Regions from separate parts of the Mus musculus genome. Here all the other regions are linked to region 1. The links are chromatin contacts, called in public Micro-C and promoter capture Hi-C maps. All regions are on one chromosome and are shown on one strand. The core of a region is the stretch at or near the end of the contact, and the rest is flanking DNA. Distances in the headings are between cores, read along the strand shown. Region 1 holds the start of Ankrd28 (ankyrin repeat domain 28). Region 2 holds the start of Nisch (nischarin). Region 3 holds the start of Nt5dc2 (5'-nucleotidase domain containing 2). Region 4 holds the start of Chat (choline acetyltransferase).

Region 1 (7,343 bases), core at 4,037-6,536:
AAACTAATGGAGTGTGAAAAATGGATGTACACAAACTTTGCACACAGCATCCATTTTGATGGATTAAAGGTTAGGTTTCTGGCAGAAAATTATCACTGATGTTGAAAGCAGAGGAAAATGAAGCAAAGCTGAACTCTAGGTATTTGATGCTTCATGCCAGTTCTGTTGTGTGGTTTGTGACTTCTATTTTCAAAAGCCCAACCTTGTTCTTTGTAGCTCTTCCAATGACTCTAAACTGTTCTCATTTTAAGAAACCCCTGGAGGGGTAGTGGTGGCACATGCCTTTAATCCCAGCACTTGGGAGGCAGAGGCAGGCAGATTTCTGAGTTTGAGGCCAGCCTGGTCTACAGAGTGAGTTCCAGGACAGTCAACGTTATACAGAGAAACCCTGTCTTGAAAAACCAAAAAAAAAAAAAAAAAAAAAAAAAAAAAGACAACAGAAAAAAGAAACCCCTGCATGAAGCCTTACTCCCTAAATAAGGACCTTATTAATGTAGATAATTTGCCAGTCTAAAGTCAGTGACTATTTCAATTCTGAGTAAGACTAGAACATTTTAACTCTGAATTCTCTCCTAGTATAATCTATTGTATTCCAAGGGCTAGTAGTTTAATTGCATTTAGTTTTTAATTTCTAAAATATCAGAATCTATCTATCTATCTATCTATCCTACACCTTTAGATTGACCAAGATATTTGCTAACTCATTCATTTATTCTTTCATCTCTAACCTTATCTCATTTCTTTCTTGGGATTTAACCTCTTATTTTTCTTGATAGACTATATTCTTAAGATTTCTTCCTTCTTTTTAAGGATGCAGCTTATAACCTAGGCTAGCCCTGACACCATATGTAGCTGAGAATGAATCACTGAAGATAATCATGTCTCTACATCCCAAGGGTTGGGGTTTTAGACATTCACCACCATACCTAGTGTGTAAAATGCTGGGAATGGAATCCAGGGACTGTGCATACTAGGCAAGCATGCTGCCAATTGAGCTACATCAGCGCCTAGGATTTCTTTCAAGGAGCATCTGTGAGTTTGAATTTAAAAACATATTTACCCTTTTTCTTGAGCTATAGTTTAACTAATCGTGGCAGTGGTGGGGCACACCTTTAACCCCAGCACCCAGGAGGCAGAGGCAGGCAGATCTCTGAGTTCAAGGTCTGCCTGGTCTAGAGTCCCAGGACTCTTTAGCTAGCTACACAGGGAAACCTTGTCTCAAAATAACAGAACAAGCAGACAAACAAACAAACAACAAAAGGAAGAAAGACTAGTAGATAGACAGACAGATGGATGAACTAGTTTTTCAGTTATGGAGTCACAATATTTCAGAGACTTTTTTCATCACCTTCATTGTTGCTGATATATCTGCTGACAAGTGGACTGCCATTCCTTTTAGGTAAGTCTGACTTTCTTCAGTGAGAAGTTTAACATTTTTGTATTCTGCGTGGTTTTCTAGACTTTATCTATTACCTATCCGCTTCATTTTTAAGTTTATTTCTAATTAAAGGAAGACTTCATTTTTTCCTTTAATTCATGGTGTTCTTCTAGTCTGAAAAATGCAGGCATTATCTTTGTGTATTGGCTTCCAGTTAATCTCTCCATTCTCCACGTTCTAAACTCCGTTAGATAAATACTTGGCTCTTGTCGTGTCTCCTGCGGCTCCGAACTTACTTTGCTGCTTTGACAGTCCATCATTTGCATCTTATTGGTAGTTCTGATTCTTCAGAAAAATCATTTTTGTGCAGTAGGGATTATCTGGCTCAAAAGAACCCCTCATAGTTGTCTATTTCCTATCATAAAAGTTGCTTTTCTGGTTTTTAAGGGCATTATGCATCAGGTCTTGCCAATGGTTAGGTGGGTAACTCTGAGCACAGCTAGCTCCTTTAGGCAGCAATATGAAAGGGTTAATGAAAATTACACTAGGTAAGGAATCTAAGAAGGTACTTAGTGTCTACCATGTAGTAGATTAGGAAATAAAATCTTGTGTGGTGATTAGCTTACAGCAACTTCCCTGGTGATGGTATCTGTGCTATTTATATTGGACAGAAGTTCTGATGGAGACTGTCACCCATTCTCAGACTTGGCAGTAGTGAATGGCTGAGGCATGGGCTCATGGGTTTAACCACATAGTTAGTCTTTATTTGAGTCTTCTTAGGACTCCTGACTCTATGACGGAGAAGTACTTAATGAGTGAAGAGGGCTGCCAGGGAGTATCAGTGGTATACAGACAAAGAGACACACGCAAGACTTGGGAGATGATTCCGCATGAGGACCCAAGTTTGGATTCCAGATCTTGCTGGCCAGACAGTTTAGCCACAACAGGGAGTTCCATGTTCAGTGAGAGACATTGTTTGAAAAAAAAAAAAAGATGGAAAGCGATTGAGGAAGACATCCTGTCGGGCCTCTATAAGGTTGCACACAGCACACATTCATAAAAACAAACACAGAGGAGGAAGAGGAAGAAGAAAGAGACTTTATTGACACCATTTTAATTTTTGGTCCCACTGGTTATGTGTATGATGTAGGTAATACTTTTCAGGAATATAGATTTATCTTATTTACTAATTTATAACAGGGTCTCCCTATGTAGCTTCCTGGCCAGTCTGGTCCCGTTGGGGTAGTAGGTAGTACTTTTCAGGAATATAGATTTACTCTATCTATCTATCTATCTATCTATCTATCTATCTATCTATCTATCTATCTATCTATCTATGAGAGGGTATCACTATATAGCCTCCTGGCCAGCCTGGAACTTGCTGTTGATCAGGATGGCCTCAATCTCACAGAGATCCACCTGCCTATTACTCCCAAGTGCTAGGACAAAAGGCATATACTGCCATACCTGGCCAAGCTCTTTTACATTTTAACAGATGCAGGAATAATAATATATTTTGATGTTAATAAAACTTGAACACAAATATTTTTAATTTTTTCTATTTTTTCCAGAATCAATAGTTGTTACTATCTCAACAGCTATGAAAATATAGTTGTTAAAATACTAATTTTGAATCTGAGTGGTCCTAAAGAACTCCCAGTTTTTAATATTACTACCTTGATTGACTGTGTGATATGAGTAGGCTGTGTAATATGCCTAACCTTTCTTCTTAATAAACAGTAAGACACACAAGATGTTAAAGTGTTCAAGATGGAGAAAGGTGAGCCCACCTAGTACTGAAACAACCTTTGCAGCAAGATCACACCCTCTCTAATGCAGAGATGGAATGCTGTAAGATACTTTAATCAATTACTCTTCATTAGGAAATTTTATCACCTCAATCCTAATACACTGAAATACACATTTGGTCCACTATCTCAACCCATACCCTCTAAACCGCTTGCTTGCTACCCAAAATCAGTTTGTTCTGTGTTCCAAATCAAGTACCTGTTGTGCTTTTAAATCCTAGAACTTTAACCCAGAGGAGAGCATGCTGAGGCTGTGTGTTTGTTCAGTCGTATTAATTGCTGAGTCAACATCCAGTGTTAAACAGGCATACATGTAGAAGAGAGTAAATCTTTCATCCTCGAGGAAGGCAAAACTCGATTGGCTGTAGCACATGGACAATTATAATCACAAAATATTTTAGTAATGTTGTCATAACACCTTTGTTTTGGAGAAGTCAAAGTCTTTCATACTGCTAATTCATTCACCTTCAGTGCACTGATAAAGAGACATGGGGTGACAGAATTCTCATTTCATCGGCCAGAGTTGATGCAGAAAGAAATTAGGCACTGAAGAAAATGCAAAGCAAGAATCATTTTTTTTTTTCTGGCTAAGCCTCTTCCATCAGTTATGAGAATTCCTCCATTTTAAAGTAGCAAATACCAACCATGGTAAAAATGTAATTTTAGAAAAGCAATTGTTTCAGCAGAATTATGGCATAGTTATGTTAAGAGATATCAGAAGGCTCTTAGTGCATTTGATCTTGCACTTTGATATTTTCTGTTCTTATGGGGCTAAAGAGTTGTTTTTAATAATAGCATTATAATAAACTGACAGTCCTGGCACTGATCCCCATTTTTCTAGACTGCCATTAGGCTCAAATCGATTCTCTAAATAAAGTCTGTCCCAAGAGACACACCAATGCAGGGAAAAGATGAGGTTTGGTTTTGTTTTTTAAACCAACCCGATATCTCACGTTTGTGTTCTAACCATCTGTACCTTTTATTAATCAGGGGCTGGAGCCGCCCAGGCTGACAGACACAGGAGAACAACAATCTTCTCCCACACAAGCCTGGAATGGTAACAGTGTGCGGCTGCCTAAGAAAGAAAAGCCTTTTCTGAGCTGTGGGTTGGCGTGGGTGTGTGTGCCAGGGCGAGGGAGTCATTCCTCTTCTCCATCCAAGGATGCTATTTATTGAAAATCCTGCACATCTTTTTGAAAAAATTGATTTCTTTCAAGTGGGAGGCAAAAACCCTTTTGATGATAAAGAAGAAAGGGGGAAAAAAAACACATGCAAGATTGAAAGGGGCGCTTTGGAGAGAAATGTTCCGCGGTCACAACCTGTTCAGGCTATGAAGACCACACCCTTCAGTCTCGCGTGCCAGCAGTCCCCCGGTGACCACGTCTCCCCCAAAGCCCGCGGAGACATTCTCACTCTCGCTCCACGTGCGAGTCCGGTTCCCCGCTGCCCTCGCTACTCTGTTGAAAGCAGCATCGGCCCGGAGGTCTCCCTGGCTCGCACCGGCTCCGGCTGCCTTCTCCGCACCTGACTGAGCTGAGCTTGTGCACGCCACCTCCACGTGCCATCCCGGGCCGTTACCCGGTACCCAGTTTCCGTCCCTCCCCACCTCCAGTCCGGGCTCCGCCCACCGCGCCCGGGGCGCGCGCCCAGACGCCCCGCCACCTGGCCCGCCCGCTCCGCGCGCCGCCGCTTCCTGTGCCCCGCCCCTCCCTCCGCGGAGAGGCGGAGCCCGGGAGCGAGCGAGCGCGGTGGCGTGGCCAATGGGCGCTCGGCTTACTCTGGCCTCTCCCCCGCGCGGCCGCCAATCGCGGCGGGCGGTGGTGGTAATATTGTGGAGTGGAGTTTGGATGCCGCCGCGGCCGCGGGCTGGAGCGGCGCGGCGGCGGGGGCTGCTGGGGTATTTCGGGAAGGGGGTGTGAGGCGGCGGCGAAGGCGGCGGCTGCGTGTGGGAGGTGGCTGAGAGCTAGAGGGAGAGAGCGAGAGAAAGGACGGAAGAAAGAGGGCGGGAGTCCTTGGAGGAGGCGGGACCGGCGGGGCTCTTCGCGGCGGCGGCGGCGGCGGGCGGCCGGGGAGGCGGCGCCGCCCCCTGCCCGCGCTCTCTTCAACGTAGCCGGCCACCTACCCGCCGGGCGCGGGTAGTGGCCGAACAGCGGCGACCGCCATGGCGTTCCTCAAACTCCGCGACCAGGTAGGTGAGGGGCGGCGGGGCGGGATCGCGCCACCGAGGAGTCGGAGGAGGGTGGACCAGCGGCGTGGGCCGCCCGGGCGCCCTGTCGGCGCGGTGGCAGCGAGGGAAGAGGGTGTCCCGGGTCGGCAGCCGTGCGGGCCGTCCGCCTGTCAGTGCAGCCCCAGCTCCGAGAAACCCACGTGCCGCCGGGGGATCGCGGCCGCCGCCACAGGGGCGGGTTCTGCGCTCGCCGCCCTCGCGTCCGGCGCGCTGCCGGGTAGGCGCCTCCTCTTTCCTGCCAGGTGAGGCTCGGGCCTAACAGGTGGCTTTGCGGTGCGGAGTCGGAGCGGGGCAGGCGGCGGCCGTGACCTGGGGTCACGACCTTGCCCTCGGGTTCGCTTCGCGGGGCGGTTCACGGTCCACCGCACCGTCTCTGCGGAGAGGTAGTGGCGGTCGAAAGCAAACCCACCGGTGCCGATGGATTCTGCTGGGGACTGGTTGTTACGGTGCATATTCCCAGGCTGGTTTTCTCTTGGCATATTCTGCACCATCTTGGTTTAGTTTTCCTGACTTAGGAAGAGCTTGTCAAAGAACACCTGAAGTGCTCAGAAGACTGCAGTACACTGTGGGCTGGGAAAAATAACTCTGTATCTACCAATGAAATCGCAACTATGTCTGAATGAACGCTTGTTACCCTTTTAAAAAGGCGAGAAGGTGAATTACCAGACGCTCCCCAGTGTTTGTCTCTTTTAAAGAAAAGGGAAAGTAACGAGTGGATTTTACGGAGTCGCGGGAACCTATTAATGCTTGAGTACCCCTTTTGCCATTGTTTTTCTGAATAGGAGATACTGAACAGATTTGAAGGGAAACCAATCAGAAAGTGGGCACAAGCTTAACAAAAACGATAGGGAAAAACTTAATGTTTTATGTCATTTTCTACCAATTAAAACTTAAGTTCTGAGTCTAGCTAATGTCAATTCTCACTTAAAAAGTGAATATTCTACTTAGGCTGAATGCTGACTTTTAGTATCATTTGGTATCAGCAGAATTTTAGCTGATATTAACAATAGGGCATGATACTTTGAAAAACTCTGGTTGATAAGTTTGTATTTCAAAATCTGTGAATAACTTTACTGTTCAACATGTTCCATTAGCTACACATAGAATCTTTGAGTTGATTAAAATTAAGAAAGCACAGTTTCTCAGTTGTGCTAGTCAAAAGCACACTTTTCAAAAGTGCTCACCAGCCACAGGTAGCAAAACCTTTCATTGCACAAAGTTGTCAGGAAAAAACAAAAAAATCTGTTAATAACAAGCAGAGTTCAAGCCCAGATCATCTAATTCATATGTAGTTAATACCATGAAACTCAAGATCTAGATTTTCAGCTAATCTTTATTACTCTAGTAACTCTTTGTACCTGAATATTTGGTTGTAATCCTTCACTTTTGGAAATGTATTTTGTGATTTGGTCATTGTGTGTGTTAGGGATTTGGTAGACTGTTAGAAGATCTTACTTTATAAAAAAAAATGAATAAATAATAAAAATCTATTGGCATCTGTGCATTTGAGTGTTTAGTAACTACAGTTTTGAAGCAGTCGTAACACTGATTCAGTTTTGTGTAATATTCTTTAACACTCAGTGGTGATATTGATTTTTAAAATGTTACCTGTAAACTTGAGAATCCGTGATGAGTAAGTTAATGAGATGGCATTGCTGGGGAAGACTTACTGTATTACAAAATAATTGGCTCATCTAGTTCTTTTGAAAGACAACTGAGTTTTTCTTAATTTAAAGGGAATTGCACTTGTTTTTAGAAATCAGTTTATTGATATGTTTCAAGACATTAGAAGTGATGATAGAAACGAAGTGGGATTCAATAGTTTAGTGTTTTCCATTTCTAGGGAAAGCATATTAGCTAGACAAAGTAGTTTTTGGAGGAAAGGTGAGAAGACCTGTATATGTACACAGGATTTTAAATCTGGAAGGTA
Region 2 (6,455 bases), core at 2,888-5,387, 620 kb after region 1:
TTCCTTCCTTCTCTCTCTCTCTCTCTCTCTCTCTCTCTCTCTCTTTCTTTCTTTCTATCTTTCTTGTTTGTTTTTGCTTTTGTTCTTTTCAAGACAGGGTTTTTCTATGCAGCCCTAGCTGTCCTGGAACTCACTCTGTAGACTAGGTTGACCTCAAACTCAGAGATTCACTTGCCTCTATCTCCCGAGTGCTGGGATTAAAGGTGTGCGCCACCACTGCCCAGCTGAAACCACCCCTTCTCCTCTCTGCTTGGGCCAGGGTCAGAAGCCAAGCAAGTCCTCACTTGTCAAACATGCGGAAGAGATCCGACAGCTCCTCCTCAGACTTCCCTTTGCTGTCGTCCTTCATGCACCGAACCATCATGACAAGAAACTCATCGAAGTCCACTGTGCCACTGCCTGTGGGTAGGCAGCAGGGCCGGAGAGAGAACAGTTAGCATTCCAGCAATCCACGCCCCCCCCCCTCCTCCCCACACTATAGGGCTAGTGTGTTCCTTTGCCCACTCCTCTTGTTTGAGATAGAACCTTGCTCTGCAGTCCAAGATGGACTGGACCATAGAGAGCTATGTGACCCAATCAGACTGACTTCAAACTCACAGCAGATCTACTACCTCAGCCTTCTTGGAATCACAGTATGAGCTACTTGCCAAGTTTCTGGATGAGATGGTGAAGATATGGAGGGGAGGTAGCTCCTGGGCCAGTGAACCCAGGGTGCTACATACACGTGTGGAGACTGGAGTGGGTGAAGGGACTCACCATCCTCGTCTACTTCGTCAATCATCTCCTGCAGCTCCTCAGGTGTGGGGTTCTGGCCCAGCATCCTCATCACCTTGCCCAGCTCCTTGGTGCTGATGCAGCCATCCTCCGCGCCCAGGACAAAGATATCAAAGGCAGCCTTGAACTCTGGGTCCAACAGAGGGTGAGAAGATTGGATCAGCAGCCAGGAGGACACTAGGAATCCAGGTCCCTGGGGCCACCAGGAAATTGTCCACCTCCCTTCGAGAGTTCTTTGAGGTCACAGCAAGGAGAACCCTCAGATTATAGCCTCTAATCTGGGGTTCATTCCTGGAAAGGCGTCCCCCCTCTACGCCCCCCCAGCCCTGCTGTCCCCTCAATGGGAGACACTTACCATTCTTCTGCTCCTCTGTCAACTGTTCTACCTAGAGAGAAGAGGGGAACTCAGGACCTCAGGACCCAAGCTCAGGCCTTAGCAGACTTAGAGACTGACCCCATTCTACAGGTGGGAAGAATGATAACAGAAGGAGAATATATTCCCAGGTTACAAAGTCCTCCTTCCCTGCCCTAAGGTGACCCAGATGGTTTCTCAGAGGCTGGGCTAGGGCCAAGGTGACAGGCAGGCACCCCTCCCAGGACCAAGGTGTCCTGAGTGACAATAGTCATTGACCATTGCATGTCCTTTATGTCATCCTAATGAAACTTAAGCTGCATGGCCTGAGAGACAGCTGTCCCTCAGGTTGAGACAATAAAACGAATGTGGGGGCGAGCAAAGCCACCCACTGTAACCTGACCAGGGTGGCCACTGAGCTATTTTTAAAGGGGGACAAAGTTAAACCTGGTGATTGTTCTGGGGACTTTGGTATGCAGGGGGTGGGGTAGTGTTATCTGCCCCCCTGGCCTACTGGTGCTGCCTCAGGAGCCAAAATTAGTCCCCAGCCCCGCCAGGCCTTGTATGGGCACTGGGTGGAGGGCCACCCCCCTACTCCAGCTCCACAGACTCCTACAAGATAGCCAAGGATACCATAGGAACCAGCTGCAGCCCTTCCCTGCTCACAAGTGGGGCCATATTCCGGGGGTTGGGAGAGAATTTCCTGAGAACAGCTGTTTGCTAGGATTTTCTTGTCTCTGAAGCAGGTATATCAAAAGTCCCTCAGCGTCCCCAGGAAATCGAACAGTCTTAGGGTCACTGTTCTCTAACCCTGACTCTTATCACTCTCAACTCCTACCTAACCCCTGAGCCTGCCAGGGACTGAGGTTCCAACAAGCCATTCCTTCTTCCCTCCCTCTCCTCAGGCCTGTACCTTCAAAGCATCTTTCCCATCCCAGGACTCAAGTTCTCCAGCCCTCTCACAATTCCCTCCCACCTTCTAGAGCCTCCTCATCCAGCTCAGGGGCTAGAGGAGAGAGGCAGATCTGAGTATGTAAGAAGCAGATTGTGAGAAATGGAAGCTTGGGAGGGGGTGCGGGGCGCAGACCTGGAGACACACAGAGAGACAAAGACTCAGAGACATCGTGAGGAAGGAACAGAGATGGAAAGACCTTGTGAAAGACCAACAGATGTCTAAAGAATAAAAACACAAATACACTCAAGACAGTGACAGGTTAGAAACAGAGGGAGACACAGGATGCTGAAAGCTGAGACCATACCCCTAGCCACATTGACAAACCCCTGAATTGCTACCCTTTCTGCATCCCCCAAATGTCAGCTCAAGGGGCTGGGTTACAGGTGTGTGGGGACCCTTTTGAGTCCCCCATCACTTCCCTAGTGTACCCCTGTCCTCCATCCTTAGCTAAGGGAACCCCAATGGACCTACCCACCCTAACCCCTTAAAGATTCATCTCTCACCGCAGCTTTGTAGATGTCATCCATTCTGGCGACAGCTCACAGGACAGGCTACTGGGGTTGCCAGCCAGCCAGCCCTCTGCTTGGGCTTATATAGCCCTGCCTCCCTCCACCTCCTGCTACATTCCCAGCCCAGCCCACCACTGCCTGGAATATCCTCCACCCCCTCCCTGGTCCCTGTAATCTCAGGCTGGCCAAAGTCCCTGTATCATCTGCCTAGGGCCAGGAGCTATGAAGGACTGCAAGGACCAGGTCTCTTGCCATCTGTTCCCCAGACCCCACCCCACCCCCAGGGAAGTCTCAAGAAAAAAAAAAGAATGTATTGCTTTTATTTATGAGTGCATGTGGAAGTCAAAGGACAACTTGCAGGAGTCATCTATCTCTCTCTGCTACCTAGGTTCCCAGGAACCCAGGACTGAACTCAAGTTTTCAGGTTTGGGAGCAAGCACCTAAATGCAATACACACACACACACACACACACACACACACACACATCCTCAACAACCTCAGGAAAAAGTTTCCTGAATGAATGAAAATATGAGCACACAGGAAATGTGAAGTAAACAGTTCGGTCTTCTATGGAATCACAGTGACTTGCCTGAGGTCAAGCTGACCGGAGAATCCCTACCTTATATTACACCCCCTGAGAGATGGTAGCATGCCAACAGAGGCTGGCAGTGTAAGTCCTGCCAAGAAACACTTCCTATGCAAGGTTCAGAGTATAATATGACACTGGTAATGGAAGAAGTCACTGGCCCACAAAGAATAGGCTGGCCTGAAGCCCTTCAGCGGGATCTACCACGCCGCAACCTTCCATCTTTCAAGGACAACAATCAGTGTTCACTTCGGGTTTGAGTCAGCTGCATTCTGTGAGTCAACAAGTGTCCCTAAAGAACCCTATGTCTATCAGGATTCTCTCTTTTCCTCCTCCGGTTGGGTCATCTCTTCTCCAGCTAAGTCTTCCCTATGGTTGTTCCCTATGGATGTTTCTTCAGCCACGCTCTTGTGTCCAAGGCCTAGTCTGTCTCCTCCTCACCTTGAGCTCTTGCAGGATGTCATCTGGGAAACCAGATGGACAGCGCATATCTCTTCCATCCACCTGCACGTCTGCTGCATATAAGCTCTCCCTGAACACACCAGTGTGCCGCCTAGCACACTGCCAGGGGAAAGCCCGTGGGGTACTGAGCACTGCAGAATCACCACAATCAATTCTCCACCAGTACTTTTAACAACAAACCCCCCAAGTGTCGGAGAGTCCCTCTGGTCCTTGTTCCATCTCTAAGTCTAGTCTTATTCATTTTGCTCTTGCTACACAGGGAATGAACCCAACAGCCAGGCGAGACCCTATTAATGTCCCCTCTGGAAACTGAGGCCAAGCGAAGCAGAGTGACTTCGGAGAGTTCCGAAGGCCCATGGCCTCTGCCCTTCCCTGCTGTGAGCCCAGCGGACAATGACCACAACTGCCCGAGGGGACAGAACGCCGCACAGGTATACAGAAAGCAAATTGGGCAAGCCCGCAGGAGCTGCGCATGCGTGCCACTGGTTGTGCTGTCAATTACGGGCAAGGGGCGGGGCGAGGACGCAAGCAGGCCGAGGGGCCAAGATGGCGTCGCGGGCGCGGGCGGGGGGCAGCGGGGGCTGGGGGGCGGTGGGACGCTGACCCCGCCCCCTGCTGCTGCCACTCTGCGCCGGGCGTCGGCAGCGGTGGAGCCGGCAACATGGCGGCTGCGACACTCAGCTTCGGCCCTGAGCGGGAGGCCGAGCCTGCCAAGGAGGCGCGCGTCGTGGGTTCTGAGCTCGTGGACACGTACACGGTGTGCTGGGGGGCCGCGAGCGTCCAGAGCGGGCTTAGCGCCTGGAACCCGGAGTTCTCGACCCAGGGGCTTTGAGAAGTGGGGGGTGGGGGGGGCCTGGGTAGCACATTCGATGAGTGCGTGGAAGGTTCTGCGAGGTAGCGACGAGGGAGCCCGAAAAAAATGGGGGATTCGGAGGAAGGGCCGGGTCGCATAGGTTCTGGAGGAGGATCTAGGCGGGGCGCGGGAAGGGGGGCTGGGGAAAGGGTGCGCGACCAGAAAAGGAGACTTGTGTTGGAGCAATCAGAGGGTGGGGGAGGAGGGGATGGTGAGATGGAGGCCCTCTGGATCCTCCAGGCAAGGAAGAATGCCAGCCTAAGAGACCTTCATGGGAAGTCTGGGAGGAAGGGGACGCGGAAGGGGTGGTCTCTGGTCGATGGGACCAAGGGCCAGGGCTAGAGATCATCAGGTGGTGAAGGAGAGACAGCAGATCCCGATCTCCACCCCCACCAACCAAACACTAGTCGCAGTCCAGATCAGCCCTGCGAAGTGTGTGTGTGTGCGTGCGTGCGTGCGTGTGTGTGTGTGTGGGGGGGGGTGGTGGATGGAAAAATGAGCCCTCGGGGTCTGGGGAGAAAGGAATGGATCCCAGCCGTGCAGAACACAGAAGTTACCTCGAGGCCGAAGTACAGGGCCTGCAAACCTTAGGGGACGTCACGGCTTAGGGGAGAGGGACACGAGCTTCTAATGTATCCTTGTAGGCTACAAGGGAAAGCCAACAAAAAAGGAGGGTAGTTTCTGTGATGGCGTTAGACGCCCTTTGGGCCTGCATAGGGTTGGATGCTAGGCCCGAGAGCCTCGTGGGCAGCCTGCCAGGTGAAAACTTGCACTGTGGTGGGGGCCCACTGAGCACCTCCCGTCTCCTTGTCCTTTGTTCCCTGGAGGGTGGACAGAGGTAAGGGCCTCGGGCCTGCCTTTGCCCCACCCCACTGGCTCCCACCCTAATACCGGATCCTGAGGGCGATTCCTCTATCTAGTTCTTTCTCCCCGCTGCAAGGAAGAGAAGCCGCTAGCGGCTCCTTTTAGAGCAACAGGCTGGCTCTGGAGAAATGGCTGCTCCTGGGGTCAGGAATCAGCCTCGTTCACTGTTCCCACTAACCTCTCCGTGCTCCAGGCCGAGGAAGGGAAGCTAGGACCGTGGGGCTTGATCTAGTTAAGGAATGAGGTCACTCACCTAGGACTAGCTGCAGTCAGTAGAGGCTCTTTGTCCTTCCCCTTAGTGTCAGGAGCAAGGTGATGATCCAAACTGACCATCCTCATTTGTCACTGGGTGTGATGCACGGAATGTGACTAACATATCTATCTTCTGTTCCGTGTTAGGCCTTTACACTTAATTGCTTTACTTGGCCCACCAGGTTTTAAAATGGAGGAATTGAGGCCCAGAGAGAGCTTAGGTTCCCAGTCACTTACATAAGTGGCACATAAGCCACACCCAGGAAATGGGATAGCCAGATTTTGAACCCAGGTTTTGGTGGACGATTAACCACCAGAGCTATATCGCCTTCTGTTGAGGCTGATTGAGCCACCGCTGCCCCTGGAAGCCTGGTGATGCCTTGCCTCCTGGTTCAGCTGCCAAAGTCAAAACCACAGCTAGTGGAAGAGGTTGACTGAAGGCCTTGCTTCTAGGATGGAGTTAGGGCTCCTGGAAAGATGTATAGCAGAGACACTGGTGCTGCCTCACTGGGCTCTGCTCTGCCTCCCTTGGAAGGGGCAGCCTTGCCTATAGCACAAGTTGGGTTTTGAGTTATACAGAGACAGGAGGTAAAAAAAAAAAATCTAAGGAGGTGTGTGGAGCTAGTCACCCATACCATTCCTTCCTGATAATGGGAGCCAGAGCTCTTCTCCAGACCTTACAGGGCTGTCAAGGAGGCTGAGGAAAGCTGGGTGCACAGTGGGTGTGCAAGGATGCCTGACTCTGGCTTTTTGGGGAGTGGGGACTGAGTACCTTGCAGCTATTGTGAGTTGGGGTTCTCTTGTCACAAAAAATCATTTTTCCCTTTAGGTTTATGTCATCCAGGTT
Region 3 (6,371 bases), core at 1,880-4,379, 700 kb after region 1:
CACACCTGCCATAGGCCGGGAGAGTAAGGCCCCTCTAATCGGATTTCAACTGCTTGCCAGACCACATAATGACATTCCCGGTTTTCAGCCAGGGAACATTGCTAATTACCACAGTCGGGACGGAAGATGTCGGGTTTTGGGGACACAAGCCAGCTCTCTTCTGGTGATCATCATAAAAGCTTCAACAAGATTCACAGAGGGAAGCTAAGCCCTGTACTATGCCAAGAAGGTTCTGGGGCCCTAGGCTCGTCTGCCTTGTCTTCCCCATCTGGAGAGTGGGTAAAGTGGACGGAGAAGGAGGACACGATGTGATGGGGAAGTGAGTCAGGCAGGATCAGGTCCTCCCTTGCATGTCTGTGAATTCAAGAACGTTTAACTTAGCCCTAGGCTAAGGGAACAAAGTCAGAACCAACCTAGTTCGTGTAGTATTTCTGCTCCGAACCTATGCAATATGCAGGATCAGACGTGCCTCTGAGCCAAAAGCCCTGCCTGGGACTCCCTAGGTTACTTTTAGAGCAGAAGAAAGAGAAGAGGGAGGAAGAGGCTCGGTCTCAGAGACTTGATGTCCAAGTCTCCAGGGAAGCTATCAGCCACACTGATCCTGATCACAAAGCAAGATTCTCTGGCTCCACATCATGTCTAGCGGCTGCTGCACTGTGCAGACACCTCCTCTACGTGCTGGGCTGTTGCCTCAGAGGCCCCTCTGGAACACAGGGCTCCACCCCCATTTCCATTAGTGTCAAGTACAGGGTGTAGGTGTGGGAACAGGTGTGGCTGGTTCCTCGGGCGGCCTCAGCCAGCCAGTACAGAGCAGCACTTCTGAAGATTGCCAAGTGTGGATCTTCACAGGGATGTGTGTGCTTTCTCTACAGAGCAGCCTCAGGGACACCCTTTCCTCGCTGTCACAGGACCCTGGGCCGCAGCTGCCCACACAGCTGGATAGTTCCACAACCCTCCCTCCACTCCTGGATGACAACTTTGTTTACGAGTTGCCTGTGTCCACAGAACCCCTGGGTCAGGAAGCAGAGACATGGCCTTTGTGGGTCCAAGCTTGCAGCGTTCTGACTACGTCTTGGCTCTGCTTTTAAGGGTCTTCTCAGAGTCATATAAACGCTCCTGGGAACAAGTAGGATGGGCAAGAAGCCCACTTTCCCTGCTTACTTTCCCCGTTTCTGGACCAAGGAAATCAGAGCTTTGGGTGTGTGGGTAAGCCATGACCAGAGGTGGTCTGCGGTGTTTATGATTTTACTGTCAAGCCCCTGACCTCCTTTCTTCAGGTTCTACAGCCCTGGTAGTTACCACTTGTGAATCTTAAAACTCATCTCCTTCCCTCCTCCAATTCCATGAAGAAGTCACACTGCCACCTCCGGTGCCCAGAGAACTAAGCTTGGTAAAGGCACCCAGTTAAACCACCCAGTACCCGGCACCCAATGAGATGCACACTCAGGCCACTCCGCCCGCTTTCATCACTCTTCTTTGCCTAGCTTTCTCATCCCATGAGGCCAAGCAGTTTAGGTGACAGCCCTTCTCCACTGCTCTCTGAAGGGTTACTAGCCCTGGCCCTAAAACCTAGCCTGGGGGGCGGGCGGGCAGGCGTCAGGGGTCAGAGGCATGAAGCTAGCTCACCCTGGCATGGCAGTGGAAGTGACCCTGCACACAAGAACTCACAGAGCATGTAAGGGCCTGAAGATGAGGAAGAGTCCTGAAGGATATTCTCAGTAGTGTCCCCCTCCCCCAAACATCCTAAGTAGGTTTCTCAGGCCACTCAGAGGGTCTACACTAGGGGCAGAACGTTGACTTCTTAAATAATCCTGGTCACCCTGCAATATTCCCAATCCTTAAGAGCAACCATTCTTGAGAGGTCTCAAGTAATCTGACTGCAGCACGTCAAGAGGTGAACTCTGGCCAGCGTCCAGCTCTCCTCACAGCTGGAGTGGAAACCCTAGTCCAGTCACAGCTGGAACCTCCCTGTCAGGGCTCCTCTGTCTTATCAGACAATGCAAGCCACCTCACCTCTGGGGCTTCCTGCAGAAGGTCCCCAGGCTCCTGCTTGGCCTTGTTCTTTCTGAGTCATCAACGAAATTCTGGGACAGAACACTGAGGGTCTTCAGAGGGTGTGAAGCCGAGGGCCACCCTGCTGGGCAGTGATAGGGGTCACAGCCCAGACCACATCTATCGGCTGAAGAGGCAGGGCCCCACCAGACCAATGGACAGATGTTCGGCGCTCAGATCTCCAGCCTCATCAGCCCATTCCAAGGGAATGATTAGGAGAGGGTTAAGTGCCTTGTGCAGTTCTATCTGAGATATAGCAACTCCCGAGGGATTGCAGGGGGGGGGGGGGGGCTACAGTAACTTTTCTGTTCCTCCGAGTGTTTAGAGTGCAGTAGACCGCCAGAGACAAGCCAAGAGGTGCCTGCAGTGTCCGTCTGGTGTCACCTTACGTCGTGCCATCTGTGAACACGGCTCAGTCAGTCTTTGTCCACACACTGCAACTAAGGGCCAGAGGAGAACGAGGGACTGGGAGGGGTTCTACCGCTACTGCCCGCAGATTGGACTCAGGAGCAAGACCATGGGGGCCGCGTGCGCAGCGGCCGCTCCAGGCATTCCAAGCTTCTGCCGCCAGAAGACAAAAAGCCCCACTCGCCCCAGGAGTAGCGGTGTCCTGCAGAGACACCTCCTAACAACCCGATGGAGCCTTTTCTAAAACGCCATTTAGCCCTCAGGTTTTGGGACCCCGGCGAGCCCCACCAAGCGTCCTTCACCCCGGTCGGTGCCCTGGCCGTCTGTTGGGCACCGTTCGTCTGACGACCTACGGCTCACTGCCCACCCGGCGTCACCCACCGTGCACCAGCCTCCGCATGTCCTGGTAACGAGCCCATAAGTGCGCGCTGAGGTCCGCGCCGTCTGCGGGCGCCGAGCGCGGGGTGCTGGGGCAGTGGGCTCCGGGACCCGGCGGGCCGCAGCCAGGGCAGGAGGGTGAGGACGAGGCGGCCCGCGGTCCGCTGTGGCCTCTGCACAGCAGCAAGCGCCTAGCTGTCGCCCGCAGTCCGGCACCCGCCATGCCCCCTGCGCGCTGCCCCGGCCGCCCTCCGCCCGTCCGCTGGCCCGCCTGCCCGCCGCTCTCCGACTGCCCGCCCGCCACCGTGGCCGCGTGCTTCTCAAGGCGGCCGGCCAATGGGGGAGGCGCGCGGAGCCCATCCGGCCAATGGACGCACCACTCGGCCCAGGGGGCGGGAGGTCTCCGGGACGGGGCGGAGCGGGCTCCGACCCCCGCCTCCTTGTCCCCTGCTCGGCTCAGGGGCTCTGCGCCCCCCTTTGGTCGTCTCGGTGGCGATGGCGGTACCTTTCCTCCCTTGAGCGGGAAGTCGCAGAGCCCCGGGTCTCCGCGAGATCCTGGACGGCCGAGGAGCAAGAGCGCTCGAGTGTACTGCTCTTCCTTTGCCCAAGGGTCTTTTTGCCCCTCCCCTGCTCTTCTGTCCTATTCTTTCCAGACCAGTTCTCCTGCCCCGGGGCCTCGTGCCCCTGCCCCAGTTTCTGACTGACTGCACGTTCCACTGGAGCTGAGGTCGCTAAGACAACAAGAGCTCTACTTGCTTTCAGTACCAGTCCCAAGCTGGCTAAGACCACTTGGCCTGATGGGCAGCTGACGCCTGCTGAGGCAGCATTTTCTTTGTATTGCCTGGTACCCAACCCAGGTGATCGACTTAAATGAGGAGCCTATCTACTGGGCATACGCTTCTGGCTGTGGGCCAGGATCACTGCAGCCACCAGGTTTTGGCGGCTGTAAAAGGATGGGCCAGACGGTGCAGGCCCCCAGTTGAATTGCCATGGTTTTTTTCAAGCGCTGTCTCAATGAAATTCTTTTCATTCCATCCACTTCTGTTTTCTTAGCTTGCAGGTGTACACTAGGAAAGGCTGGGCCCAATGTCCATTGTTGGTGGTGAGTTGCCCAACTGAACACACGTGGCTGTTGGGTTTAAGGTTGTGTGTAATGTGTACGTTTGTAGTTTGCCTGTACCTATGCTGAGGATCGGGTGTATCAGATTCTGGTCTGGGTAGTCATGGATGCCGAAGGGTGGGCTTATGGGTGGACCCTTGTAGGTCCATTGACCTAGGTGGGCTGTGAAGACCTGGCCACATGTGGATTCCTTCCAAGTGGATGACACTTTACAAGTTTCAGTCCTCAGATCCAAGAGAAATGGCACCAAGTGCCAGGCGTTCACTGTGTGTGGCTTCTCCAGTAGGTACCTCCAGGCAGGCTGCGCTTAGTCAGCTGTTTATGACCCCCCCCCCTCTTTCTCTGCCTTCATGGTTCCCTCACTGCCTCTATTCCTTCCCCAATAAACTCCTTTCATACCAGATTTGTTGCACAGCATAATTTCTCAGGGGCATACCTTGGCATGGGCCCACCAGGCCTCCTCGCTGCAATCTGTCATTTAATTCTGTTTTTTTTTTTTTTTTTTTTGATACAGGGTTTCTCTGTGTAGCCCTGGCTGTCCTGGAACTCACTCTGTAGACCAGGCTGGCCTCGAACTCAAGAGATACGCCTGCCTCTGCCTTCCAAGTGCTGGGATTAAAGACATATGCCACCACTGCCAGGCCATTTAATTCTTTTAGATTGTCAATTCTCACAGCATCATAGAAAGGCTCATCTTACAAGGGTGCCGATAGGGTTGTGGTTTGACAGCGAAGTCACTCTTTACCTTGATCCTCTTCTGTAACTATTGGTTGTGATGCTTAAAAACACTACAAGTTACCAGAATAACGGTAATTTCCCACTTATCATAGGTTTATATTATTTTAGCATGTTTGTTATAGACAGTTGTACTTTTTGCTGCGACGATAAAATTCAGCTTTCGAAAATGCATATCGAGTTATGTTTGTATTAGAATCCAAGTCAAACCAGTCACATCCAGAAATAAAAGGAAGGAGTGTCACGAAACTGCATTTTAGCTGATTTCATTCACAAAGGGTCGACACCTCGGTCAGGGTATTACAAAAAAAGATGGCGATGGCAGAGTAGGGGGCGCGGCAGTAAACTCTGAGCCTCAGCAGTGAGAGCAGGTCGAGGGCGGGGCCGCCACGCCACGTTGGAGACCCCGCCCCCCGAAGGTTCTCCGTCTCCAGAATCTAGGCGCGTGCGCAGGCTTCTTCAGACCGACTCAGCCTCACAGAGCACGCGCGCTCAAACAGCACTCTGATTGGAGAGTCTGAGAGTCCCGCCACATTCTGATTGGCGGAGCCGACCAGGCTTTGGGTCTGTCCTAACTTCCGCGACCTAACTCTTGCGGCCGGGCTGTGGCGCTGCAGTCGAGTCTTGGTGCTCAGTCCACGGGACTCCGCGGACACGCAGGGGTCCGCAGGGTTATTTGTACTGCCTCCGGGAACACCAGTCTGCCTGGTTCCGTCCCTACCCCACTGGGAGGCCTCGGTCATGTTCTCCAGGGCCCAGGTGAGGCGAGCTCTTCAGCGAGTGCCCGGCAAGCAGCGATTCGGCATCTACAGATTCCTGCCCTTCTTTTTTGTCCTGGGAGGTGCGATGGAGTGGATCATGATTAAAGTGCGCGTGGGCCAGGAGACCTTCTGTAAGTGAGGGTGCAGCAGCCTCCGTTTCTCCCGTGGGTATGCGATCCATTCAGTTGCAGAGTTCCTTTCACTTTGGGCGTTAGGAACAGTGTTTTGACAGTTCTCGTGCAGCGAGGCAGGAGGCCCTTAGGGCTCTTGTATTTTGTTCACATTGGCATCCAGCCCTCCTCCTCTTCCGGCATTTGAAGAGGGCACGTGCCTCTAGTCAGGCCGTGCAGGTCTTTGTAGCCTGTCCTTGGCCCTGCTGGTGACTTTGGGCCTAAGGAACAGGATTAATCGCATGTGGAAGAGGAACCAGTCCTGAGGGAAATTCAGAGATATAGCTCAGAAATTCAGGTTAAGGCCCTTGCCCTTTGAGAGCTTTAGCCCAAACTCCTGAGGAAGTTATCCCGGCTGTCCTAGCTAATTACTACTGGTCACTCGCTCTCCTTAGGTTATGTCTTTGACCTAGAACTGTGAAAAGAATGTCTGGCATTTCTGAGAACGGCCTCTGGAACTGCCAGTTCCTTTCAGGCTTTCTCCCAACCTTTGGGCCCTTTGTCTGCCTCTCATGTAACTTACCATTTGAGAATTTTAGGTTGTTCTTTCAAAACCTCCATTCATTTCTTTCTTTCTTTCTTTCTTTCTTTCTTTCTTTCTTTCTTTCTTTCTTCCTTCCTTCCTTCCTTCCTTCCTTCCTTCCTTCCTTCCTTCCTTCCTTCCTTCCTTCCTTCCTTCCTTCCTTCCTTCCTTCCTTCCTTTCTTTCTTTCTTTCTTTCTTTCTTTCTTTCTTTCTTTCTTTCTTT
Region 4 (7,220 bases), core at 3,019-5,518, 640 kb before region 1:
TCTCTTTGTATGAGCTAACATGGACTTATTGTTAAGTAGAAAATGAGAGAGCCCCAGAATGACACATATATAGCAAGACACATTAAAATACACTTAACTAAACACAGTGCTGTTTGTTAAATTTTATATGAGCTCATAGCTATGCATAGAAAGCTTTAGAAGGGGCTTGGAAATATACATAAAAATGGTAATGGTGGCAGGGACTAAACATCTATCTAACACCATGATTTCCATTAGCAGAATGTATTTTCATTTCAATAAACGTAGAGCTGAATTTGAAGCCCACTCACACACCAGCTCCCATGCAGCACTGTGGCCAATCCCTCATGAACAGACAGAGCCTGCCTGAGGCGCTCTCAGGCTGGCGTGAGCAGGGCTCCAACAGAGTTGTGGCATACTCCTGAAATACAGGCACTTGGGAAGCTGAGGCAGGAGGATTTTGAGAGTTCCAGGCCAACAAAAGAAGACAATAACAACAAACTTGCTGGCTTTCCAGTGGGCAGAGTGAGCCGCTGTGGTTGGTTAGAGAAGGTCTGGAAACAGGAAGACTGGGAGGCCGTGTACCAGGAGAAGAAGCAAGACCCAGGTAGCAAGTGGTGTGTGGGGCTCTGTGACCAAGCTGGGAACTTGCCTATAGTTTGGTGCAGTGCAATTTGGTGCAGTGTGGGTGTGCATTGGCCAGTGAGGAGGGGGCCCAGTTGAGAACTGTTGAGCGCCCCAGTCTTGGGGAAGGTGGAGAGTCTGGTGCAGTGTGCAACCTTCCTAACATTGCTTGTCCTTTAACACAGTCCCTCTCATTGTGGTGACCCCCAACCATAAAACTATCTTAGTTGCTACTCCATAGCTGTAATTTTGCAACTGTTATGAATCTGCGGTTTTTGACAGTCATTCAATTTCCCCAAAGGAGGTGTGACCCACAGGTTGAGAACCACTGGTCTGTGGCAAATCTTGGAGAGGGAAATGAACCTCAAGAAGTCATTGAATTGAAGTGCAAAAGAAACCTGAGGGCTAAAGTCACAGTGATCTGGGGCCAGGCTTTCTATCAGAATGCATGTGAGGTATCTGCTACTCAAAAGGCCGCTCATTGGCCAGGCCCTTTCTCTGGAAGCTGTAGAGAGCAGATCAGGGCCCACTTACTGGTACAGAAGACACTGTCTTTACCCTTCTGTACCTACTCCATTGTCCGAGTCTGGGCATTCAGGATGGGCTGGCCAAGGGCAGCAAGGCAGACACATAGTCCTCTGGCTTCCAGCCATCAGACTTTTCCGGGAATGGCTGACGTGGGCCACTCTGTTCTTTTGAATCTGAGCCTATGTAGCAGTAGAGGCCTAATTAATTAAGTAATGCTGAAGCCTTGGGACTCTCCCAAAGGCAGCACACAGGGGAGGGGTTGGTGAGGCCTGAGAACGTTCTACCCCACCCCCATCCCCAGTGCTGGAATCCAGAGGCTCCTGAGTGTCATTGGAACTAAAGCCTGCACTTAAGTGCTTCCACAGAGACAAAGAAATCATAAATCAAGAGCGGGCAACCCCGCCCACGCACTGCTAACCACCACGCCAACCTGCTTCTCCAGACACCCAGGCAGTTTGCAGCTCAGAAATGAAGCCAGAATAGGCTGATCTCTCCCTCCACAGCAGCACCTACAGACCCATGACCCCAAGAAGGCACTGCTGCAGAATGGCTGCTCCCACCCTCTCTCCAGACTCCCCCACCCCAGAACTTCACACTCTCTACCCACTCCCCACAGCACTGATTCATAATGGAGCAGGTTTTTGGTTTATCAGACTAAGGCCACGGTGTGGCCACTGAATAAAATGAGAAGAAAGGTTGTCATCCAAAACCCACCACCCACTCTGAAGCTGTTAGGTGATAATGAAGCTCACTGAGTACCCAGCATTGAGCCCTGAGACCATGTGGTGAGTTCCTTGTTGTGTGCTGGCTGGCCCTGTGGCCAGGAGATGAACATGGAAGCCAGATCTGACCAGGATGAATTACTTCACTACGGTGTCCCCAACTATAGAAGGGTAATATGAATGCTGATAATGTGATTAAATGAGTTACTACATGCTTATCACACTGCCTGACACATTTCTAGCTTTTTTTTAATAGATCTAATAAAGAAACACCTCCTTTACTCAATCATCTTATATGTATCCTGTAGTAACAATTTCTACATTCTGAATGAAAAGGAGAAAAACATGCTTCTATTTTTCCTCCAAGACTGGATAGGAAATTTCCTCTTGCATATGAGTTATGCTCAAATACAGAAGTCTCTGGAAAGGAGTTTGCCAAGCACCAGTATGAGGGAAAAGCCACAGGCACAAAAACACGGCAAGGACTGGCCGGCCCCTGGAAGGCTTCCAGCAGCAAACCGTCCAGCACCACGGACAGTTCCAGCGAGCCACTAGGCCTGGAAGGGAAGTTGTCCTTCTGGCCTGGCACATCTGGGAGAGGGAGCCTTTTGCTGAAGGGGGTCTGTCTTCCCCTGACTGTGACCCCTGTATCCTTCAGATGTAAAAGCTCTGCCTTCTTATTTGGGAGCTAAAGACCTGGAAGAATCCAGCCCATTGCCTTCCTCACTCCAGTTTTTATGCCTCTTGCCCTTACCCTGCCAAGGTGTGCCACACTGCAGATGGAGTGATAGAGGCATAATGAAACACAAAGAAAAGGGAGGTGGCATGAAGACCATGAAGCAGGTCTTAACAGCCTGGAACCAGATGTGCCAGGGCATAAGAACAACTTCCCTGTGGGGGGTGTGATGGGGGCAGATAGCATCTTTGCTGTACCAGGATTGAGGAAGGATGAAGTAAGAGTATACCCATGGCCCTGGCACAGAACAAGTGAGTCCGCATCTTGTCATAGAGGAATGGAGGAGGCGAGAGTTGGGTGTGAGTCCCAAAATGAACTGGCTTCATTCTCAGGAACAGCTAAGGATTATTATGTGGGCTGGAGAGCCAAGAGACGAGGTCTGCAGCTTGCTAGGACTGGGAAGTTTATTTTTTGGAAGATTCTACTGTCTGTTAACCACTAGAGAGAAAACTGCTGCCTCCCGTGTCATCCTGCCTCCTGATTTTACTCAGACGGCGCGACAATATATGAATAAATAATCGTTACCATGTAGGGTGTGGAATACCTCTTTAAAAACCATCAGTGTAGCTTTTGTAGAAAAGTCAGAGGAACCCAGAGTATTCTTAAACTAGAGTGTCTGGAGAGCCAAGCAGGTGACAGAGTACATGGAGCAAGCTGAGGGAAAGCGAGTCTCTGGAGTATGTGCTATGAACAAAGGCAGTGGGATAATATTTAAAGTCGTTTTGCTGCACTTTCAGCAGTGTGAATTTTGGTAACCTCTTGATGAACAGAGGCCAAGTGGGCCAGAGGTAGGGCAACTGTGACTTGCCCAACATTATCCAGAGCCACAGCTGTCCTCATATTTAGGCTTCTTCCCTCATTTTAAGGGCAGCTGGGCCATCACAGGGCATGTGACTGGGCAGCTCTCTACTTAGGTGAGTCTCCTCCTTTCAGGAGTACCTGTGTACGGGGTTGAGAGGTTGGGCTAGACCACTTGAGTGCTGCCTTCTCTCCCTGACTCTGGTCTCTGTCACATCATCTTGCAGCTGGCATAAGAAGAGAAGCCAACTTTCCAGCTCTTTCTGTATCTTCTACCAGCTCGGACAGAGACCAGGCTCACAATGCCTTCCCACTCGAGGGATAAGCCAGAGAGTCAGGATGGCCCTGGTGTCTGTCTGCTCTTCACAAGACCCTCCACTGTGACATGAACACAGGGCAGAGCATGTCACAGCAACAATGGCAAATACTGATGCTTCTCATCATGCGTGTACCACACCCTAAGCTGTAGGTACTCCATTTTACAGATAAATAAAGGGACAGTGGGGGCAGAAGGAGAAACAACGTCTCCCTTGGCACTGTTATCTAGTAAGTGGTAGCTCTGGAAGCCATCCTATTTGTCTGCCTCTGGAGCCCAGATCACGATGTCTCCTTCCCGGGTGGGAAGCCCAGTGGAAGAAGCTAAATCCGAGGCTAGCTTGGGATCTGAAGGCTCCTGTGATTCCGCAAGACAGGGAAAGTCCAATCTCAACGTCACCACCACCTCCAATCTCAGCTGACTGGCATCCTCTCTCCTTCCAGTCTGTGGACTGGAACTCGGGCCTCACGTGCCATCTAGGGTCAAAACTCTTCTGAGGACACACTGGGCCCAACGCATAGGCTGATCTGTTCAGCCTGTCGCCTGCAAATCAGGACGCTCAGCGTGTGCAGCCCTCCCGGAAGGAAGGTGAGCCTTCCTAAGCCTCTACTGACAGCAAAGCTGCAGAGGCCCTGCTGCGTGAGACCCAGAAGCTTCCACGCCACTTGTGAGCCCCACTCAAGACTTGGAGGCGGCCGGGGTGGGGGTGGGGTGAGGAAATGCAGAAAAGTGGGCGGAGGCTCTCAAGAGCAGAGGGAGGGTAAGGTCTGGAGAGAAGAGGGCCAGGGAGGAGTTAGAAAGAGGAGTGGGAGAGTAGAAAGGAAGGGAAAATAGGCGGAGCTGGGGGGGGGGGGGGGAGAGACCCGCGCCCGGAAAGCCGAAAAGGAGAGGCCAGGTAGGGGGAGGTCAAAAAGTGTTAGTTTTGACTTCCAGGACCCTGGGTGCAAAGAACGACTCCTCCTCTCAATACTCAAACCCTTAAAGACTGGAATTAGCTGCTAAGACTTTCTGCCTAAGGGCAGGTGGGTCGGAACCAGACCCTGAAGGCTCTGTACCTTCCCCCTCCCTTCCCGGAGGAGGGGATGAGACGGGCTGGGGGCGGGATTGAGGAAGGGGGTTGCTTGCGCTGTGCCTCTGGGTCCCGGCTGCGTGTTCCAGCTGCGAGAACAGATGGAGGCAGCGCGGCTCACCTCGGGGGCTCCGTGCCCGCTGTGCGCCGAAGTCCAGGCTGAGGAGGAGGTCTAGAGCCCCCGGCTCTCCCGTCTCCCACCAGGCTGCGGGGAACCGGCTGCCGCACCCCTCCTCCCAATTGGGGGAACCTCACCCCTATAGGTCCCAGAACTGGGGGAAACATAGGGCCGGTTCCTTCCACTGCTCACCCATCCCCAGGGGCTTGTCTAGGACTACAGCTCGCCAAGATCCCCTTCCCCTTGCTCCCAACCTGGAAACATCTCGGAAGCGGACCCCTGCCCGGACGCGCCCCGCCCCCGGCCCCCGGCCCCCGCCCCGACGACGTCCTATTAGCATGAGCGACGCCAGTGGCCCGGGCACCACTCGGGGGCCGAGACTCACCGCGTCATAGCCCCAAGTGGAGGGAGAAAAAAAAAAAAAAAGAGAGGCGGCGGTGGAGGAAGAGGCAAGAGCGGACGCGCGGGGAGGGCTGGAGAGACGGCGGGCGGCGGCAGCATGCCCCTGGGCGGGTGCACACGGCCTCTCTGCGCGGCAGGGGCTGCTCCTGCTCTCTCTGGGCACCGCGCGTCCAGTCTCCCGCCTCAGCCCCTCGGCTTGCCGGCCTCCGCGGTTGCATCCGAAACAGCGGCAACTGGTCCCTGGAGCATCTAAGAGCAGCGGCGCCGCGCGGGACAATCCTTGATTTTTTTTTTTTTTTCTCCTGAGCTCGGGGATATGAACCCCACAGCCACCTGAAGCACAGGGGGCGCTACGCGGCTAGGACCGCGCCCCCGAAGTACCGTACCCTAGCCTCTGCACTGCGGGACGCCGACACCCGACTCCGGTGGAGGCATCTTAGGAAGAGCAGCGGGTAGGGGCATGGAACCCACCGCGCCAACCGGTCAGGCCCGGGCGGCGGCCACCAAGCTGTCGGAAGCAGTGGGAGCCGCGCTACAAGAGCCCCAGAGGCAGCGGCGCCTGGTGCTGGTCATCGTGTGCGTTGCACTGTTACTGGACAACATGTTGTACATGGTCATCGTGCCCATTGTTCCCGACTATATCGCTCACATGCGCGGGGGCAGCGAGAGCCCTACCCTGATCTCTGAGGTGTGGGAACCCACCCTGCCGCCGCCCACTCTGGCTAATGCCAGCGCCTACTTGGCCAACACCTCGGCGTCCCCGACGGCTGCCGGGTCGGCTCGGTCAATCCTGCGGCCTCGCTACCCCACAGAAAGTGAAGATGTGAAGATAGGCGTGCTATTTGCCTCCAAGGCCATCCTGCAGCTTCTGGTGAACCCCTTAAGCGGGCCTTTCATTGATCGCATGAGCTACGACGTGCCGCTGCTTATTGGCCTGGGCGTCATGTTCGCCTCCACAGTCATGTTTGCCTTTGCAGAAGACTATGCCACGCTCTTCGCTGCGCGCAGTCTACAAGGCCTGGGCTCAGCCTTCGCGGACACGTCTGGCATTGCCATGATCGCCGACAAGTATCCCGAGGAGCCTGAGCGCAGTCGTGCTCTGGGCGTGGCGCTAGCCTTCATCAGCTTTGGAAGCCTAGTGGCGCCACCGTTTGGGGGCATCCTCTACGAGTTCGCGGGCAAGCGTGTACCCTTTCTAGTGCTCGCCGCCGTGTCGCTCTTCGACGCACTCCTACTCCTGGCGGTGGCTAAGCCTTTCTCAGCTGCGGCTCGGGCGCGGGCCAACCTGCCCGTGGGCACACCTATCCATCGCCTCATGCTAGACCCTTACATCGCTGTTGTAGCCGGAGCGCTCACAACTTGTAACATTCCCCTTGCGTTTCTCGAGCCCACCATAGCCACGTGGATGAAGCACACAATGGCGGCATCCGAGTGGGAGATGGGCATGGTTTGGCTGCCGGCTTTCGTGCCACACGTGTTAGGCGTCTATCTCACCGTGCGTCTAGCGGCGCGCTATCCACACCTGCAGTGGCTGTATGGCGCTCTCGGGCTAGCGGTAATCGGAGTGAGCTCTTGCGTCGTACCTGCCTGCCGATCCTTCGCGCCCTTAGTGGTCTCGCTCTGCGGCCTCTGCTTCGGCATCGCGTTGGTGGACACGGCGCTCCTACCCACGCTCGCCTTTCTGGTGGACGTGCGCCACGTATCAGTCTATGGCAGTGTCTATGCCATAGCTGACATCTCCTATTCTGTGGCCTACGCTCTCGGGCCCATAGTAGCAGGCCATATCGTTCACTCACTTGGCTTTGAGCAGCTCAGCCTTGGCATGGGCCTGGCCAACCTGCTCTACGCACCGGTCCTATTGCTCTTGCGTAATGTGGGCCTCCTTACACGCTCGCGTTCCGAGCGCGATGTGCTGCTTGATGAACCGC

Evidence for each region. Promoter capture Hi-C pulls out the DNA fragments that hold promoters and counts their contacts. Hi-C and Micro-C count contacts between places; a contact is called where the count stands out from the background.
Region 2: a promoter capture Hi-C map of pre-B cells shows a contact between it and region 1, with 2.6 times the contacts expected there. The contact joins the promoter of Nisch here to the promoter of Ankrd28 in region 1. A contact is called at or near these places in 2 of 39 promoter capture datasets (liver and pre-B cells) and 1 of 9 other capture datasets (liver).
Region 3: a promoter capture Hi-C map of pre-B cells shows a contact between it and region 1, with 2.6 times the contacts expected there. The contact joins the promoter of Nt5dc2 here to the promoter of Ankrd28 in region 1. A contact is called at or near these places in 2 of 39 promoter capture datasets (neutrophils and pre-B cells), 3 of 484 Hi-C or Micro-C datasets (CD8 T cells and embryonic stem cells) and 2 of 9 other capture datasets (adipose tissue and liver).
Region 4: a contact with region 1 is called in a Micro-C map of embryonic stem cells, with 2.6 times the contacts expected there. The contact joins the promoter of Chat here to the promoter of Ankrd28 in region 1. A contact is called at or near these places in 2 of 39 promoter capture datasets (the C10 cell line and stem cell-derived epiblast-like cells), 1 of 484 Hi-C or Micro-C datasets (embryonic stem cells) and 1 of 9 other capture datasets (macrophages).

What each region holds. Positions count from the first base shown.
Region 1 is chr14:31,828,358-31,835,700 of GRCm38.p6, reverse strand. Ankrd28 (ankyrin repeat domain 28) reads left to right here and starts at 5,286. Exons shown (of 28, transcript NM_001024604.2): 1 at 5,286-5,374. The coding sequence starts at 5,348.
Region 2 is chr14:31,204,508-31,210,962 of GRCm38.p6, reverse strand. It overlaps Nisch (nischarin), which reads left to right and starts at 4,137. Exons shown (of 21, transcript NM_022656.2): 1 at 4,137-4,396; 2 at 6,438-6,455. The coding sequence starts at 4,301. It overlaps Tnnc1 (troponin C, cardiac/slow skeletal), which reads right to left and starts at 2,651. Exons shown (of 6, transcript NM_009393.3): 1 at 2,585-2,651; 2 at 1,130-1,160; 3 at 757-903; 4 at 285-399. The coding sequence starts at 2,608.
Region 3 is chr14:31,127,847-31,134,217 of GRCm38.p6, reverse strand. Nt5dc2 (5'-nucleotidase domain containing 2) reads right to left here and starts at 3,129. Exons shown (of 14, transcript NM_001374087.1): 1 at 2,842-3,129. The coding sequence starts at 3,061. It overlaps Smim4 (small integral membrane protein 4), which reads left to right and starts at 5,288. Exons shown (of 2, transcript NM_001308091.1): 1 at 5,288-5,585. The coding sequence starts at 5,435.
Region 4 is chr14:32,462,957-32,470,176 of GRCm38.p6, reverse strand. It overlaps Chat (choline acetyltransferase), which reads left to right and starts at 4,268. Exons shown (of 16, transcript NM_009891.2): 1 at 4,268-4,370. Slc18a3 (solute carrier family 18 (vesicular monoamine), member 3) reads left to right here and starts at 5,327. Exons shown (of 1, transcript NM_021712.3): 1 at 5,327-7,220. The coding sequence starts at 5,753.